Regions from separate parts of the Gossypium hirsutum genome. Here all the other regions are linked to region 2. The links are chromatin contacts, called in public Hi-C maps. All regions are on one chromosome and are shown on one strand. Each heading gives the region's core, a stretch centred on a gene start, on an enhancer-like site or on the middle of the called end of the contact. The rest is flanking DNA. Distances are from core to core; before and after follow the strand shown.

Region 1 (4,469 bases), core at 1,765-4,264, 640 kb before region 2:
GCAAAATTAAAAGTACGAAAATTGAATTATAAAGCTATAAAAAAGCGGAAGGGCTAAAAGTGGAATTAGCCCTTCCGTCAAAAACACACGGATCCTAAGCGGGTATGGGTCGGGTCAGACCGGGTCGCATCAAAAAGACGTCGTTTTGGGGTTAAAGGGCAGCCCCCAAAACGACGTTGTTTTGGGAGGCTATAAAAAAGCCAATTTTTTTAAAAAAATTCATTTGCAGCACCAAAAAGAAAAAAAAAGAGCGAGGGGAGGGGGAGAGGGGAGATTTCCGGCCGTATGGTCGGTCACCATCTGGTCATCGGACTGTCGCCGGCGCCGGCCACCGTGAAAAAGGTAAAATTTTTTTTGTATTATGTTTTTTATATATTTATAATGTAAATATGCATACAAATCAATAGATAAAAAATAAAAAAAAAAAAGAAAAGAAAACCAAAATCACCTTGGGTATTTGCCTCTTGATTTTTTGATTTCTGATTTTGGATCGTTTTTTTTGTTGTTTGGATGATATTCTCTTGATCTTTGTGATGTTTGAATCATGATTTATGAATATTTGTTGTTGTATTTTGAAACTATTTATCTTTTTCTATTAATGTAAAAAAAAACCCATTTCAATCGTCTTTTCATTCGGCTTTTAATGGTTGCAGGTGCAGAGGCGGTGGAGGTAGAGGTAACCCGAGTTGGTGGCCAATGCTGCAGTGGGCAGGTGGTGGCAGAGGCAAGTGGGGAGGCTAGAGTTAGGGTTTAGTTGAGAAAAGTTTAGGTTGTGGACTAAGTTTTTTTAAAAAAATTTTGGATTTGGGTAGTTGGACTTCTGAATTAGGTTTGGATTGTATTGGGTTGTTGGGTTAATTTAGATGGGTATTTGGGGTTAGAATGCAATGGGCTAATGGGTATTGGGTTTGTTTTGGGTTGATTTGGTCTGGGCTAAAATTGACCTGTAACAATGTGTTAATTAAAATATATATTTTTTTATTAATATTTTAATAAAAATATAAATATATATTAACGAAATAATTTAATGTGAGGCAAAACTATTAAAAACCTCCGTGTTTCTTATATATATAGAAGGCATTTTATTTCCTTCATTTTCATGTGTAATGAGGTAGTTAGAAAAAATATATTAAAAACTTTTTCTTTCTTTTCTTTTTTCTTGCTTCATTTGGTTGTCTTTTAGGTCAGTCAATTTTAGTTTAAGTTTATTATGCATTTAAAAAAAATAACCAATTTTGATTTAAGTTCATCATGCATTTATATTTTTATAACTATGGCTAATCTATTTAAAATTTTCAAATTCAGTTTTAAAAAAATTAACCAATTTTGATTTGGGTTTATCATGCATTTATATTTTTATAACTATGGCTATTTTTAATCTATTTTGTGTAAATTATATGTGAATTTTCAATCAATATTTTTTTAATTTAAATTTTATCACATATATATAGACACTATCTAAATTTATATCATTGTGGTTCCACTCTTATAATTTTTTTAAGAAAATATAAATTATGAATTTATAATCTGTGTGAAATTTCTTGACTTCCCACTTAAATATTGGTTCCAAAATTCTCATTCTCTCTAGCTGAAAGCATCATAGCTCAATTTCCTCTTCCTTTTCTAATTGGGTAGGCACACTGTCAACATGAATATTATTTGATTTGTAATACGAGATATGATTTTTTTCCTTACACTTGTTTGGGGATTTGAACGTGTCAAATGCGAGAAACTCCCAAGTGATCTAATTGGACCAAAAAATGATTTATTGGTTTTTTGTCTTATCTGGGGAAAAATGACATTTCCAAGATAATACCAATGTCTTACTTGTTTAATACTCTAACCAAAGAAAGTAATATATAACTATTACATTCTTTTCAATTCACCTAACAAATAATGGGCTATTTATTGCTTAAGTTAGTACACTAACTTTTTCCCTTTAACATATTATCTTAGTAACCAGATAAAAAAATTTATAATCTAAATGAAGTATGTATATGATATCCATGTTGCAATCTATTGGCGGAATATTTATCTACCCATAAATAAATTAATTTGTAAACATCATTGTAAAAATATATATATATGCATTTAATTAAAAAAGAAAAAAAGTAATGCCTAACGTGTATTAAACATTGTAATAGTGTGTGTTTTTTCTCCATTATGACCAGACATAGAGTGAAAAATATTAATAAAATAATTAAGATAAATATATTCATTTAATTGATTGAAAAAAGTAGAGAAAATTAAGTTAATGATACATGTTGAATAATTAAAAGTCTTATCAACTGTAGATTTTATAAGAACTATACTGAAAATATTTGAAGGCATAAAATATAATTTTTCGCTTTTTTTTAATGAAAACCTGTGAAGCATTCAAATTTCCATATCCCAAATATTTAATACCGAAATAAAAATTAAAAGTTATTTGGCACTCTAGCTTTAGAAAAAAAAATTATTTTAATACTTTATTTAATTTTTTTGTATTTTTTATCCTTTAAATTAGCGTTATTTATCAAATCACTCTAAAATGAATTGAAAAAAAATTAATGTTTGTTAATTTTGCTAATGTGGCATCTATATGTATGCCACATCAGCAATTAATTAATTTTTTAAATTAAAAAATAAATTATAATTTTAAAAAAATTAAAAATCATTAATATTATTAAAAATTATAAAAATATCAAAAATATTTTTTAAAAATTTTAAAAAATAATTAATTGCTTAGTAGCATACACATGAATGCTACGTCAGCAAAGCTAACAAGCGTTAACTTTTCTATTCATTTTGAGATAATTTAATAAATAATGCAAGTTAAAGAGTTAAAAGAGAGAAAAATAAAATAGAGGACTAAAATGAAAATTTGTAAAGTTAAAGGGCCAAATAATTCAATATGCCAATTAAAAGGGGGGGGGTGGTGGAATTGAATTCATTTTGACTTCAACGCTTATAGTCATAGAACTGCTAACCATATCTGTGAGAAAATCCAGAAAAGCATGCTGATTGCTGAGCAGTCTTTCACAGCCTCCATAACCCCAAGTGGAGGGCACCACCTTCTTCCTAACTTTATCCAAGACTGACCACACTTCCCCTAATTAATGATACCATTTCTACGTCAACATTTACACATTTGTGGGCCATTTTTAAACAACGAATTGTTGCCTTTGTTTTCCAAATTAATAATTACTCAACAATTCTGTCCGTGATGGGGCATAGTACGGTTTCCCCGACTCAATTAACTATATTTTTCTGATCACTGAACTATCAAGACTTGCCCTACAACTTTGTCCTATAGTTTATTCCTTCGCATTGGATTTTTTTCCTTTCGTGGTCGGTGGGGTGATTGGGAGTTGTTAACCACATTTTCACTACCGCGTTAGAAAAACAAATTGAAGATGAGATTTGCATTATATGAGAATGTTGAAAACATGTAACTGAGTGAGTTGGTGAAATTTTATGTTTAATGCTGATTCCTCTTGCACTCTCCATCCAACAAGTCACGGTCTATGAGGCAAGAGACGGTGTCTGCTCAAATTATGGATACGACATTCAGATTGCCAGCCCCTTGATGTTCTAGGCCAAGTATCAGTTCCGCATTGCGCACATTCCAAAGTTACCGTAGATCAAGAAACTCGTAAAAGCTTCATGATCCATGATGCACAAAGTTCACTCCATCCAATCAATGCACTTGGAAACATTACACAAGAACAAATCATTATTAATATCTCCAAGTTGCAAAGTCTCTCGAGACATTGGGCAATCCCTAAGTGCATTCACCATAATCTCACTAGGAGCACCACACCGCTGACACCCATGGTCATTAGACATTGTAGAAGTGATCCTTACCGTTGTTGGAATGAACTCGCGCGTGTCTAAGTCTCCTCCCAAAGAGTTTGATTATTTTGACAAATTCTTCTATTTACTAATAGATTTTCGCAATAATCCGTATGACATAAATTCATCAGACCGTAATAAAAATTAATTATAACCTATCTTAATAAAGTATATACCAGTTATATAATAATTCTAAATCACTACATCGTCATGTTGAAACACAATATTAAATGAGTTACTATAAATTAATTTATTATATTTTTACTATAATCTAAATTGAATATTTTTTAATATTAAAATAATAATTTAGCATTGTGGTAATAATATAATACCACATGAAAATGAGAACACTTTACATTTGAATAATTATAATTTTTTTCATAATTTAATCTTAATTATTTCATAATACTAACTAATTTATATATTCCATGCATTCCATATATCAAAAAATAATTACTTAATAAATTATTTTAATATTTTATTATCATTTAAGTTCATATGTTTCGTAATAATATTAATAAAATTAAATATAATTTAAATACATAATTTTTACTTTACAATATCATGTTTATAATAGACATTTTATTTTTTCAAATATATTATTTGATAACAATGATAAAAACTGTCAAACTTTT
Region 2 (4,159 bases), core at 40-2,539:
GCAAGTAGTGCCATTCCAAGCTCAGCTAGCTTACGCTTTTTGGCTTCAAATGCTTCCTCAGCCGTGAGGTCTTCTTTTACCTCTGCCTAAAAGACAAGCACTCTTAGAATATTGAATATATATTGGACCATTTGACTCCTAGACGTTCTCTAAGAAAGATCACCAATATTGTCTAAGACATTAGTGTAAAATCTAATATTCATAGTTTTTTGTTTAAATTGAAAGATACATAGAAGAGCAATCTAACAACATACTAGTGCAGCTTCTTGTTGAGTTGGTTGCACTTCTTCAGTTTTAGCCAATTCCTTCCCCATTTTCTTGGCCTCTTTCTTAGTTTTTTTAAGCTTTGCTCTCCTTTCAGCTTTCGTCAGCTTAACTACGCTCTTATCAATGTCTCCTTCATTTTCAGTCACTTCTGCTGTCTGGGAAACTGCATTATATAACAGCATAAACCATTTCATTCTCTTCCATAAATGAAGACACTTTCTTTAGCACTGAAAGAAAGTAAAATAACTTTTTTTTCCATTTTTTTCCAAGAAAAGAATAAGATACATGTACGGTAGTAGACTTCTCCATCCAAACTCTTGACAGGAAGGGCATCAACAGGATCAACTTGAACAACACTTTTCTCATTCTCTTTGTGCTCCAATGTCTTCCTTCGTCGCTTCTCATACAAAGCCTCCAAAGCATCTTCATTCACACCCTCCACCCGAGTGACTTGCCTATCCACAAAACAATCCACAAAACAAAGTTCAATGGAAATATCTAATTCCCATTTCAAGTTGCCACAGTCGAATGCCGTTTTTAAATTTTAACTAATTTCCACTATCCAAATATCAAATCAAAGCATGTATAACCAAAACAGAAATTAAATCAACAAATAACAAATGATTTTATTTTTATAACTAAAAATAGAAGTCGAATTTGAAAATTGAGGAAAAAGAGAAGAAATGGACTTGTTAATAGAATGAGTGTCCAAGCGAGAGACGAAGCCAGCGTAGTCTTTGTTTTCATCCACGAATTTAAGGTCCTCGTCAGAGACTTCAATATCATCATCTGCTATTTCTGGTGGGAGTTCCGGGGGCAGAATTATCTGCTTCCGCTGCTTGCCCTTCCCCTTCCCCATGGCAATTTTATTATTATTATTTTTAATTTCTGAATTAGATACACATACGAAATTTATATCTGCAGCAAGGAGAGGGATGCTAGGGTTTAGGGTTTATCCCTGTTTGGAAACTTTAGCCCACGTCCAATCTGGTCGGGTCGGGCTTGCAGCTAATATCTCGGTCTTCAATAAAACCAACCTTTTAAAAAAGGGATATCTTATTTATTAGTAAATATATTTATATTTATATAAAAGTAAATTTATAAATTAGGGAAAATAAACTGAATTTATCAATATTTAGAAAGCTCTTCCTGTCAAACTTGCTTTTGAAAAATGCTTTCTTCATTCTCGATGATTAAACGTTGATGTTTTTTTTTTTTTGACCTAAATTCGATTATCTTCTTAACTTTTTTTTCATGTTATTTTAAGTTTTTTTTACATGTTTAAAGCCCTTTTTATTTTTAATTAATAAATCTGTTCTCAAGTTTATTATTTTACTTTAAGTTCAATTTTTAATTAATAAATTTTTATATAAAATAATAAATATGTAATTATAACATTATTCTATTAAAATTTAATGAACCAAAAGCATATGTAATTTTTTTGGATTTTAATTAGTACTTTCTTCAGATAACTAACGTTGTAATATTATATTTTTAGTAATAATATTCCCAAAAATCACATTGCATTAAAATATTATCATGAGAATGTACCAAACGTCACCTATGAGTAAAATAAAATGAAAATAAATTACATTTAAGGTGGGATTGGACATTGCATTAATTGGATGAAAATTAATTATTAAGGTAATATTTTTTATTTTTGCAATTGAAAAGAATTTTATTTCTTTAATTACAAAAAAATATAATTTTTATTTTATAATTATATTTTCATTCAATTACTTTACTGTGTTTAAAGTTTAAACACAAAATGTGTTTAACTAAGAAAGTACAATTACATCATAATTTCCTATATTATTTTTGTTGGTAAAAATTATTGTAGCAGTCAATGTCTTATATTTGGGATTGCATTTTAGTCCCTCTAGTGAAAAATAGGCAAAATAATCCTTGTATGTTAAATGAATGAACAAAATAGTCCCTCAGTTAAAATTGTGAATTAAATGCTTATTTATATTAGATATAATAATAAATTTAACCCTCAACTTTTACCTTTTTTTTCTCAATTTGACTCTTACTCTTCTATTCAGAGTAAAATAACCCTCAAGGTCTTAGCCTTTTATTGATGACGTGGTCCTATTTTATCTTATATGTCATCATAGAAAATTTTAAAAAAAAATTAAAATTATAAATAAAAAATGCAATTTTCTTTTTCAAATTTTCCATAAAAAATTTACCATTTTCAACAATCTAAGGTGTGGTCATTTTATAGACTTAATAATACTATTATCAACAATTTCATGGCAGTTTTGTAGTGTGATACTGTAATGACCCGAATTTTACCGTTACCGAAAAAGTATATTTTCGGGTCTCCGTTTCTAAAAAATGGATTCGTAAATATTTATTAAAAATATTTACGAAGTAAAATGAGTAGTTAATTAGAGTTTAATTAAGTGAATTTAATTTAATTAAGAGTAATTAAGAAAAAAGACTAAATTGAATAAGGGGTAAAAGTTGAATTATAGATTAAAAGAAAATAAAAAGGACTAAAAAGGAAATTATACAAAAAGTATAAATTGAGGCGGTGTACCGTGAAGAAAATCTAAGATTTTTTTTATGTTTAGTATATTATTATATTATTATATTATTATATAATAAAGATATTTTATGTTTTAATTATATTATATTATATTATATTATATTATATAAACTAAAGAAACAAAAGAAAGGAAATAGAAAAAGAATGAAACGAAAAAGAGAGCAGGGGAGAAAAAGAAAGAAAGAAAGGGAGAAAAGAGAAAATTTAAGGTTTGAAGCTTTAAGCTTTAATAGGTAAGTCAATCAAGCCCTTTTTACTTAATTTTGATGTTTTAGAAGTTTTAGAACAAAGTTTTGATGAAATTAAGTTGATATTTTGATAGTTATTAGATTTCTAGATATTGTCCATGTTAAATAAAATGATGAATTAAGGGCTAAATTGATAGAAATTCAAGTTAAAAATGATACAAGGATTGAATTGTAAAGTGATTCATAAGTTTTATGCTTTAAGGACTAAATTGAAAGAATTTCGAAATTATGGTTTTATGATGAAAAATAGATAATTATGCCTAAGTTTGGTTAAAAAATTGAGTAGAAATAAAGTATGAATTAAGATAGAAAAGTAAGTGAATTTAGTTAGGATTAAATTGAAATTAAAGTAAATCAATATTTTGTACTAAGACTATTTTGGACAGCAGCAGTAGTCTATGTTTGAAAAATCACCAAAAATTGTAGAAATTGAATTAGAGGATGAATAAAATATGTAATTAAAGCTTATTGAGTCTAGTTTTTTATAGAAGAAACAGTATAAGCAATTGAGTTGTAAATTATGAGATATAATGAATTTTGTGAGATAAGGTCAGAATGAATTCGGGTTTCCCTGTTCTGACTTTGGAAAATCACCAAAAATTGAAGAAAAATAATTAGAGGCTTAAAGTTATGTGTTTAGAATCCATAATGAGTCTATTTTTAGGAGAAATCAACGGGAATGTTATCCGAGTTCTGTACTGTGAGATAATTAATTTTTAGTGAAGAAGGGATGAAACTATCAGACAGCAGAATAGGGGTGAATTTAAAGAATAAACTATACTTAATGGCTAAACCAAAAATTCTGAAAATTTTATTGTAAGAAGATTTGTGAGTCTAGTTTCAGGAAAATTTAGCGGATCTTAATTTAGAATTTTGTAACTCAAGATATGAATTAGTAATGTATTAATAATTATGAATTGCATTAATTTCATAGTCAATGTGGTACCGAAAATCTCGGCTAAGAAAGGACAAGACAAAGTCAACGGGAGTTAGCTCGAAAATTACGGTTTGTATTTCTATAATCCGAACTTAGTCATTATTTATTATATTTATATACATATGGCAATTGTTAGTGATTGAATTATGATGT
Region 3 (4,125 bases), core at 741-3,240, 700 kb before region 2:
TAGTCATTGTGCCACGGTATTAGTTAATTAGCTAGAAAAATATCAACTTAACTTATTATTTTTAAGTATCAATTAAGTGAAAAAAACTTAGATATCTAATACAAATTTAGGTACCTATTACGCTTTAAAAAATTATTCCAAAGTAACGAGAGACCCCAGCTCTACCCACCGAATGAATGATAAAGTAATCGATCAAACCAGAGACATAAACTAATAGCTTTCGTATCATCAGAAAATCCGTAACAGAAATTTGCTCCTGACAAAGAAAGATTATAAATGGTGTATGAATTCCCAAACCCACAACAATAGTAACCCCGGTGAGGCTGAGAGCCACTCTTAGCCCCCACCTTCTCATCAGTCCAAGATTCATATAAGGGAGCTGCTAACCTTCTCTTTTCTAGTAGCAGCCTCGTCCACTCCACACAAACATGGGCGCTTAGATATACCCAAATATCCCAAAACATCAAACATGGCTTGTATTAAAGTCAAATTTGGATTTAGTAACAGACTTTGCGACCCAACACGACTTTTGTAAGCCCAAAGAAAAGTGCTCGTTAGTGGACTGGCCATAGAATTGTTTGGTTTTTGCCCCATCACAACAAACCCGACAGTCCCCTCATTTTCCTTTTTAACTTTTGAAATTTGAACACTGCCAGAATCTTGGCATTCTGTTCCATCAATGTCACGAGTCTCATAATTCATAGCCACTTTCTTAGTTGTCGTCACTAAGGTTTCATGTTTTCTAATTGCTGAAGTTAGTGGCAGCACAAAATACGACGCCTTGCACTTCAGTTCAATGAGAACAAGACATGCATATATTGTTGAATGGAAGAGCTTATTATTGATGTGCATAAATTGTCACTATTTCTGTTTCCTCTTGATTTCTTCTGATTCCCGATGACCCATTTCTGTAAGGCACCTGTAGTATAGAGTTGGATCCATGGCCTTCACATTTTGTGTTAACTGTTGGAACACCTTGTTATTTGGGTGCAGAGGGGCCTGATCTGGATCCATATTCTCCACCACCTCATCCTGTTCTCCTATAACTATAATTTCTTTTTGACAATTAGTAACTGGCCAATATCTTAGAATCTCCCTAACCACCACTTCCCCAAGTACAAACTGAGAAATGCAATAAGCCAGCTGCTTATGCTGAACTTGCAAACTTGCAAGCTACTGGTGTTGTACTGTGGGAGAAGCACTCTCGTCAACAACAGCTTGTGGTTCTCTTTTAATGGAACTACAAAGCCATTGATGATGCTTCCCTCGCCGACACCGCAATGCTTTTCAGTGTAAAAACACATCGTTTATTGCTTTTCTCATGAATGATGTATAGAAGGTCTTCACTCCTTGGATTTATTGCAAATGCAGATTGGTGTTGACGACTATATATTAATTAATTTGATAGAAAATCAGTCCTTACAGGCTTAGCTAAAAAGGAGAGTAAGCAACAAAAAACACGAGATGTTTTATAGAGGAGAGATGTTGTAATATCAGATAGCAACACAGTAATGAGTATTTCTGGACTCAACAATGAGAGGTTAATTATAAATGATATCATAATTAATAGATTGGAAGCATTAGCAGCTACCTTGTTCTAAACTAAGGACTCATCAAGCGGACTTTGAGAAGATCCACCACCAGACGGAGGAGATACTTTTACTAGGAATTACCCAAAGTCGGTCCAATCTGAATTAATCCACGCTTTTTCTAAGTTTTCATTATCTTGATTATTAAGGTTAATTCGGATTCCGGTTGTCAATAAACGAAATTAATATATTATATAATTTCAATTAATATAATATATAATATTCAGTTACAATATTTTAATACCAGAATGTGCATTTTTTAGCAATGCAGCAATGGAAAAGCTTCTGCTTCTGCTACTACAAGTGGTCACATAAACTTTACATTGCCTCTTTTGATGGACTGCTTTTGGAAAATATAAGTTGATGATGAGGAGTTTTATGTCATTTCAGTTACTTCTCATGTAAACAGAGATGCTAAATAAAAATTTTTAAAATTTTATATATTTTTGTTATCTCAAGTATTTTTTCAACTTGTTTTATTTACATTAACTCGCGGCTCCCTCTTTCGCTCGCTCGCTTCCCATTTCTGAATTTCTCAATCACTTTCAGGTAGTTGTTTCTTTTCTTTCTCTGTTTGATTACCGAGAAATTACTTCTTTTTCCTCTCTGTAAACAAGCGGGATTTTTTATTTAAGATTTGTTTTTCTTCTTTTTTATGTGGAGTCTGTACTCTATTAGATCTGTATTTAATTATTAAATTCTGTTTTCTCCTTTTTTCCCCTGATTCTCTCACATGATTCCGTTTCTTATTTGTTTTGCTTTTTGAAAGTAACAGGTATCTGAAGAATCAGCCAAATGGTTTCCTTTGAAATGAATGATCGAAAAAGTGAGCTTTTATCTTCCATTTTCTGTGCTTTCTGTGCTTCTTTTCATTCAATTAACGCATCTATGAATCTGTGATTTTGTGAAACTTCTGTTCGGTGTGATACTTTTTTTTTCCGATGGAGGTTTGATGCTTGAAATATGCATTGTGCAATCCCTAGAAATTTTTGTGAAATTCAGATCTCTGGACTTGGTTCATCGTTTATCTTGGGATTTTTATTTATTATTATGCATGTTGGTAAAATTTTGTAACTGCTGTTAAGTTAGGAAAGTCTTTGAAGTGTCCATGTTATTTTACGTTGAGGCAATCTGGGAATGATTTGATGTGCTAATTTATATTAGACGTTAAATTATTATGGCAAAGTCAGTCGAATATATTTCCTTAGAAAGAATATTTTTTATTATTTATTATCCGAACAAATATTTTAGTAAGCTATTCGGAGTTGTTTGGTAAGTTATGCTGCTTTATTAAGAAACATATATTAACTGGTAATTCTAATAAATTGATGTTAGTCAAACTCCAAAATGATTTACTAGTGGAGCTCCGTTGATCACATTTGATGTGCGTAGATGGTGAAGGATTTCTAATTGATATGTACACCCCTTATTATTCAAAGTTCAAATATATAGGATAGTTCAATAGGATGTAGTTCTCATTGTTAAATTTATTTATGCATGCATTTATGCTTGGTGAAGCGTGTGCACCACACCTTCTTGGAGTTGCTTATGATGGTGTTGTTTAAGTTGAACAAAATGACGAACCCTCTTACATGTGGATTTTGTATACAAATGCTAATGGAAACAGTTTAGGGTTATTGCAATTTCATAGGAGTATTGCAGAATATCTTACAATATGTAAATAATTTATTAGATTATTTGGTGGTAAGACTTTTACCAACACCTTAGCTATATGTGATATGGACAATTTTGTTAACTCTTATTTTACTAGAATCTAATCTTTTTAGTTTAGGTCTAAACCTGTGATCTGAGCCAACTATTTGTTCTGTTACATGGATTGTTGTCATTGATATTGATTGGAGGTGAGTAGGAGTGCGTTGCTACTGTCTAGCATTTGATTCACATGAACTTAGCTAATTGGGGACTTATGACTTCGTTTGTCATCATTATTTTGACGGAAAAAGGGAAACCTTATATGCACTTATCATTTGGTTTAACTTTCATTTTTACTAATATCTGACATTATGAAAAACAGAAATTGGGCTCGGATTAACGGGATTTGGCATATTTTTCTCATTTTTGGGAATTATCTTCTTTTTCGACAAGGGATTGCTTGCCATGGGAAATGTAAGCTAACTTTTATTATCTTTTTGTCCTCTTTGCACAATTATTTTCATTTTCCCTGTTGAATCATACTTGATTAACACTACCTTCTTTTTTCTGTTAATCAGATCCTTTTCATATCAGGAGTGACCTTAACCATTGGTCTGAAGTCCACCATGCAATTTTTTATGAAACCTCAAAATTTTAAGGTTTTATTTATTCTCCACACTCACTCACACAAAAACTCACATACCTAAACTCTGACGTTATAAATGCATCGTTCGTTTTCTTTATGATATGTTGATGCTAAATACAGGGAACAATTTCTTTTGGTGTTGGCTTCTTTTTCGTTGTCGTTGGATGGCCCATATTTGGCATGATATTGGAGACATATGGATTCGTTGTACTCTTCAGGTCTATATGAAATTTTCAT

The links. Hi-C and Micro-C count contacts between places; a contact is called where the count stands out from the background.
Region 1: a contact with region 2 is called in a Hi-C map of leaf, with 2.3 times the contacts expected there. The contact joins the enhancer-like site here to the promoter of LOC121212447 in region 2. A contact is called at or near these places in 3 of 34 Hi-C or Micro-C datasets (leaf and seedling).
Region 3: a Hi-C map of leaf shows a contact between it and region 2, with 3 times the contacts expected there. The contact joins the promoter of LOC121212431 here to the promoter of LOC121212447 in region 2. A contact is called at or near these places in 11 of 34 Hi-C or Micro-C datasets (anther, hypocotyl, leaf and 1 more).

The regions. Positions count from the first base shown.
Region 1 is chrA13:87,923,512-87,927,980 of Gossypium_hirsutum_v2.1, forward strand. No RefSeq gene overlaps it. Among protein-coding and RNA genes, the nearest start is that of LOC121212431, 52 kb to the left of the region's middle. Within about 2 kb of position 3,015, at least 2 of the 9 cell types and tissues checked have an H3K27ac peak or open chromatin away from gene starts, as enhancers often do. A contact at or near this core is called in leaf, where this site is marked.
Region 2 is chrA13:88,568,925-88,573,083 of Gossypium_hirsutum_v2.1, forward strand. It overlaps LOC121212447 (nucleolar complex protein 3 homolog), which reads right to left and starts at 1,290. Exons shown (of 13, transcript XM_041085141.1): 1 at 957-1,290; 2 at 553-722; 3 at 255-430; 4 at 1-86. The coding sequence starts at 1,126.
Region 3 is chrA13:87,871,664-87,875,788 of Gossypium_hirsutum_v2.1, forward strand. LOC121212431 (vesicle transport protein GOT1) reads left to right here and starts at 1,991. Exons shown (of 7, transcript XM_041085043.1): 1 at 1,991-2,138; 2 at 2,365-2,415; 3 at 3,625-3,716; 4 at 3,821-3,901; 5 at 4,009-4,106. The coding sequence starts at 2,385.